2 separate regions of the Mus musculus genome follow, and region 1 is linked to region 2. Evidence: chromatin contacts called from public promoter capture Hi-C data. All regions are on one chromosome and are shown on one strand. The core of a region is the stretch at or near the end of the contact, and the rest is flanking DNA. Distances in the headings are between cores, read along the strand shown. Region 1 has its middle 53 kb from the start of Gm20110. Region 2 has its middle 19 kb from the start of Gm34983.

The links. Promoter capture Hi-C pulls out the DNA fragments that hold promoters and counts their contacts.
Region 1: a contact with region 2 is called in a promoter capture Hi-C map of liver, with 2.7 times the contacts expected there. The contact joins two enhancer-like sites. A contact is called at or near these places in 9 of 39 promoter capture datasets (3T3-L1-derived adipocytes, the C10 cell line, the HPC-7 cell line and 5 more), 1 of 15 datasets of contacts at CTCF or cohesin (the NIH/3T3 cell line), 9 of 484 Hi-C or Micro-C datasets (the N1E-115 cell line, bone marrow-derived macrophages, embryonic stem cells and 2 more) and 1 of 115 datasets of contacts at active chromatin or transcription factors (CD8 T cells).

What each region holds. Positions count from the first base shown.
Region 1 is chr10:99,554,500-99,557,348 of GRCm38.p6, forward strand. No RefSeq gene overlaps it. Among named protein-coding and RNA genes, the nearest start is that of Gm20110, 53 kb to the right of the region's middle. Within about 2 kb of position 1,537, at least 36 of the 459 cell types and tissues checked have an H3K27ac peak or open chromatin away from gene starts, as enhancers often do. A contact at or near this core is called in the N1E-115 cell line and liver, where this site is marked.
Region 2 is chr10:99,439,761-99,442,686 of GRCm38.p6, forward strand. No RefSeq gene overlaps it. Among named protein-coding and RNA genes, the nearest start is that of Gm34983, 19 kb to the right of the region's middle. Within about 2 kb of position 1,536, at least 73 of the 459 cell types and tissues checked have an H3K27ac peak or open chromatin away from gene starts, as enhancers often do. A contact at or near this core is called in the N1E-115 cell line and liver, where this site is marked.

The sequences.
Region 1 (2,849 bases), core at 287-2,786, 110 kb after region 2:
ATCTATTTATGTAGATGCCTTCCTTGCCCTTTCCCAGATCTCTGTGCCCATCAAGGTTCCATTGACAGAGATCTCCTTCGCTTAACGTCCCTGCTTGCTGAATTCCAGAATGAGCTTTGATAGGTTAGAGCTCAAACCTTTGCTTTGCTGTCTAAACTCTTTCTTTCTTGGAATGGCTATAACATGTTTTAATTCTCATTTGATTATGAGCAATAGCACAAAGATCAAATACTTGTTCGTATTTATCTTCCTTTCTATTAGAGAATTCGACTAGAGGCTCTGCTTAAGCAGCAGTAATATGTTACATTTATTACACTCATATTCTATAAGGAAAGGCACACATATTTCTAAAAAAAAACCCCAAAACAAACAAACAAACAAACAAACAAACAAACAAACAAAAAACAAACAACTTCCTTGTGTTAGGTGCCGTGTCTTAGAGAAATACACACGCTTCCTAGTCTTGTGGGAATCAAACATGGATTTCATGAACATGCTATTTGCCAGAAATAAAACAAATTCTCAAACAGCCTTCACGTTTGGCATAGTTATTAGCCCTACATGTGACTTAGAAGCTTCATGAGCCATAGAAAGAAACTTTATTTCAGGACTTTTCATAGTTGAAAAGCATTTGATTTTAGTGTCATCTGACTTTTTAACATACTTTGGATCCTGAATCATTTGACTCAAGTTTAGGTCAACAAGAGGGTAGAGTTGGGCAACCCTTTAAACAAGCGGTTGCATTTATAAATGATAAGGCCTGGGTTAATCTTTTGCTCTTTTATAGGCCTTTTTAATTTAGTTCTTGGACAGAGCAGTAACATGATCAAGTAGGAACCATGGGGTGGGGTCTTCTTTGGTAATAGAGAACACTTTGCTATTCCATATATTTTAACTCAATATTAACAGCCTGTAGTGAATGAATTTATGTGGAAAATAAGAATAGTAGCACCTTCCTTAGCCGGGGCTATGTGGTAAAACATGGAACATACAACAGGGTCCTACAGACCAGATTTAACCTGCACTTGGTTTTCATAAATCAAAGCTTACCGAGACACAGAGCTATCTATTCAGTATGTACTATTTGTGTCCCCTTTCAGTAACAAGAGCAGAATGAAGGAATAGCAATTAACACTGGTTGGCCCACAGAGCTGAAATGAGTTTTCAATTTTGGTTCTTTACAAATAAGCTTCGCTGGTTTTGCTCGTCCTTGATTAAAATATGCTTCACTAACTAGAAAATGCTCAGTAGTTACTAATTATCATAATTATCCTTTTTCTTTTTTGTTTTTAACCCCGGTATAATCTGAAATGTGAATGAAACAGAAAGGGTCCAGAAGGTTATCAGAAGAACACGGTGCTCCAGCTAATGGAACCTCAAATTGAAACTGAACTTGAGTCAAAGACCAAAGTGTAATAGAAACCTCAAAGGGTAAATTTGTTTTTCCTAATTGAAAACTTTCACCGGTTCAGTGAGTTTTTCCCTTCCTCCTAGAAAGCACGGGTGAGTCACGGTTGAAGTTATTAGTTCATTCTTGATAACAGTTGTCACTGGCAGCGACCATGAAACTATTCCATTGGTGCATAGCACTGCCGTACCAAGCAGCTTTGCTGGCGCTGGTATTGATTTCAATTAAAACATGTTATCTGAATCACAGTCGTGTTTCCTGTTGGCTTCCCTCTGTAGCCAGTGATGCAAATGGAAAGCCACTCTCCAACCTGCAGTATCTGGTTACTTACAACAAGGTCTAGGCAGCTGGGGTATAAACAAATCCCTAGTGCCGATCAATGGAGGAGGAAATGATCTTCATTTGCCCTGCATGATGTCATCCATCTTTGGCCTGACAGTTTTCTAACAATTATTGACTGAGGGCAGGCAAATCTTATGAATTCATCTTAGTCCTTCTCAAGGCAGGTAGTCAAGCATAGCCCCAAATGCAGTGGTCTCATTCCTTGTGTATACGTTCTTTGTATTTCTTCTTTTATTCTCCATTATGTGAACCCGGGGGTGGGGGGTGGTGGTTGGAGTTTCTGTGTTTGCCCAAAAGCACTCGATGACAGTGCCCTGGAGCTGAGTGTTATTACAGCTGTGTTTAGCATTTTAATGCCTATCCTGTTTTACTTATTAGTCCGATCCAGTGATCAAATCCCTCAGTGTTTGCGGGAGGATTCTGTATTTTGTATCAGAACTGGTGCTTTTACTATCAAAGCTGACATTTGTCATTGATCCCAAAGGTATGTAAGCTCAAGAGGATACATATGTAGAGTAGATTCTAACTCGGCAGCACAGATGTGAGCTTCTGACCTCGAGGCTTGTGTAGTAAATTAAATCACCAAGGTCGGAAGTGAGCCCAGGCTACGGCTTTCCCGACTGGCTTGGTGTTTCTCTGTTCTCCACACAGCTGGAGACACATGCGCAGACTATATTTTCTTCCTCTCAGCCTTCTTTGAAGTTAGATGCAGCCTTGTGTCTGGTGTGTGTGTGTGTGTGTGTGTGTGTGTGTGTGTGTGTGTGTGTGTGTGATTGAGTATGAGAAGGGAGTGATACACAGTCCTGTCTACAAAGCTTTCTCAGGTGTTCCCTTCTCCGTATTAGAGCTGTATGGTCAGGACTTCAAAGACACAGAAGAGGGGCAACAAGAAATAGAACCTTATTATGTTAAGTCACTGAGACTTTTTGAAGATCAAACCTAGGGTCTTGCGTAGGCAAGGCAAGGCAAGGCAAGGCAAGGCAAGGCAAGGCAAGGCAAGGCAAGGCAAGGCAAGGCAAGGCAAGGCAAGGCAAGGCAAGGCAAGGCAAGGCAAACCCTCCATCACCAGATCATAGCCTTAGCCCTTAAGTACTGGGCT
Region 2 (2,926 bases), core at 286-2,785:
ACCCTTTCATGTTGGTTTCTTTCACTTTATCACTATGCATTTAATGCATCCATGTTTTTTTTTTCCAGTGTTTTGTTTTTGTAGCCTTAGGAAGCGGAACCTAAGCCTTCGATATGCTAGGCAAGAACTCTCCCACTGAACTGCATTCTAAGCTTGGTATTGGCTCATTTTTTTTTTAAAACAACTGAGTAAATCCCCACTCTATGTATCAGAATTTATCTATTCACTGATGAGGGACTGCATCTAAGCTTTGTTCCACTGAGTGTGGAACATTCATACTCAGGTTCCTGCATGAACACACGTTTTCAACTCCATTTACTGAGCACCAAAGAGTGACTGGTGTATCATACAGTTTGTGTTTTGCACGAAGCTGCCAAACTGTCTTCTACCATGATGGTACTATTTTGTATTGTCCCAACAATAAATGAGTTCTTGTGGTCCACACTTTTGTAGCAATTTATAGTTGTCAGTGTGTTGGGGTTTGGCCATTCTCACTGTTGCTTCAATTTTCATTACATTGGCGTCAGTAAATACACGGCATGTGTGGAGATTAATATTTACAAATGCTGCAATGAGGAATGGAGAATCCAGTTAGCAGAGTGCTAGCCTTGGCAAGCATGAGAACTTGAGTTCAGCTTCCTGGCACCCACGTATAAAGCTGGGTAAATAGATTGTGACTGTGATCAGAGTGCCAGGAACCAGCGACTAGGATGGGAAGAGGAAGGGACCTGGAACTTTTGGGTTCCAAATCATGGAGCCCCAAGATTGGTGAGAGATCTTGTTTCAAAAGTATGGCGTAAAACAGAGGTTCTTGACCTATGGATTGCAACCCCCTTTAGAGTCTAATGACCCTTTCATGGGGGTCACATATCAGATACCCTGCATGTCACATATATACATTATGATTCATAAGAGTAGCAAAATTACAATGTCCATCTCTAGCCTCCGTGGGTATACACACACACACACACACACACACACACACACACACAAACACACACACACACACACACACACATACACACACACAAACTGCCATAGTCATTAGGCATTGAAATTGCATTGTTATTTCTATGTAGAAACAAAGACCTGAATATTCATAGAATGATAAGTATTATTGTAGCCCTAAATCATTCCGTTCTTCTTTAATCGAAAAGCAAAACAAACAAACAAAACCAAAGCAGAAATCCTTGAGATGAACTCAGTACTGAGATAGTAACATGTCAAAAAGAAGGGACTAATGAGATTAGTGAGGATTGTTTTAGTTGAGTAATTAATAAGAAGGAGTGGGGGAAAAAAGCCTATCTTCAGTCGTAGCACTCAGGGCTGGTTCTTTGATCCAGAAATGGATGGGAGTAAGTAAAAAGGGATGTTCCCTCGGTAGCTTGATGATTTTGGCAACAGTCCAACCAGTGTTGCAAGAAAGGAAGCGGCCTCAAGATGAAAATCTCTTACAGGCTGGCATCTGCCCAAAGCTGAGATGTTGACAGAGAAGTGCAGGCACACCCCAAAACATCCTGATTAACTCGCAGGTGTTGTGCAAAACCCAGTGGGAAGAGGAAGACCATACTGCACCCTAGGCTGACTCTGCTGGTGGCCCTACTGGTGTGAAGAGTGCTCGATAGGCTAGAAACCCTAGGATGGTTCGGTGTTTCTGTTGTAGACTGGAGCCTTTCTCAGAGACGCATAATCTTGTTGATCTAGAAAGGATTTCGCAGAACAACTTTCCCAGTGGAATTTAGTTGTCCAGAAATTCCCTTCAAAAAATATCTCATAACACTACGCTGTATTCGGGTAGAAGGTATGTTAGCAGTAGAAGTAACTTCATGAGTTCAGTTTCAACAAATTCACTCATCACAAAGCCGATAAACCGAACGAACCAATGCTGTAATCAGAAGACGTGAAATGAGACCCGCTGGGACATGATTTGTATGGAGTATTTATCATCTTATTTGTTTTTGTATTATTTTCGTCTCTTTATACATCATGAAACAAATTGTGATCAGCATGAGATGTATTTGCGAATGGGAGGTCTCAGCAATCACCTTGTTGTCTTGTGGGTACCCTGGCTGTAGGAGAAATCTTCCTCCTGAGATCAACTGAAACCTGAGTCAAGTTGGAAATGCCAAGTCAATGCACCCAGCACTAGCTAGCATAAAGCTCTGCTGAGGTTTTGTTTATTAAACATTATGATAGTATTGTGATAGCATGCTAGCGAAAAAGTATTATTTAAAAGGTTAAAATGGCAGCCTTGGCTACCACGTTGTGTTTAAACCTCAGCTTGTTTAAATCTCATCTGGAAAGCTCTCCCATGGAACCTTAGAGAACGCTGCAGGCCGTTGGAGGAGCTGTGGTCATTATTTCTCAAGAACTAGAGTGGGCAATCCGACAAAACAAACAAGCTCAGTGCTGTTAAAGAAAATGATTTACGTTCCTTTCAGGACATGTCACAATGAGGACTGCACTATGGACTTCTCGAGCGCTTTTCTGTTTGATTTTCACGCAGAACGAATGGAACACAATGTGTAATGTTCACTAATTGCCAGTTTTATTCTGTTAGCATCTTCCTTAGGATGTGCCTAGGGGCCCAGCGATCTATTTTATTCATATGTCTTTCACCAGTTAGGTTTAAAGTCCCTTCCTAAAGTGGCCAAGCTCCTGTGTTTTCCTATTGCTGTGAGCATTAAGTAGGGAATTAATTTGCACACAGTAGGGAACTGGTTACTTACTGATTCTGCATTTAAGCTGTCTGTGAACTTATTCTCAAGCAAGCATTTACTATTGTAATGTGTGTGGTGTGGGGTATTATGCTAATGAATATTGTCAGTACATAGACTGACTCATCTATAATTTTGTGTAAAATATCATAAAACCATTTTTTATGGACTATTAACTAAAGGAGCAGGTGTTGAGTATTCACTGTTGT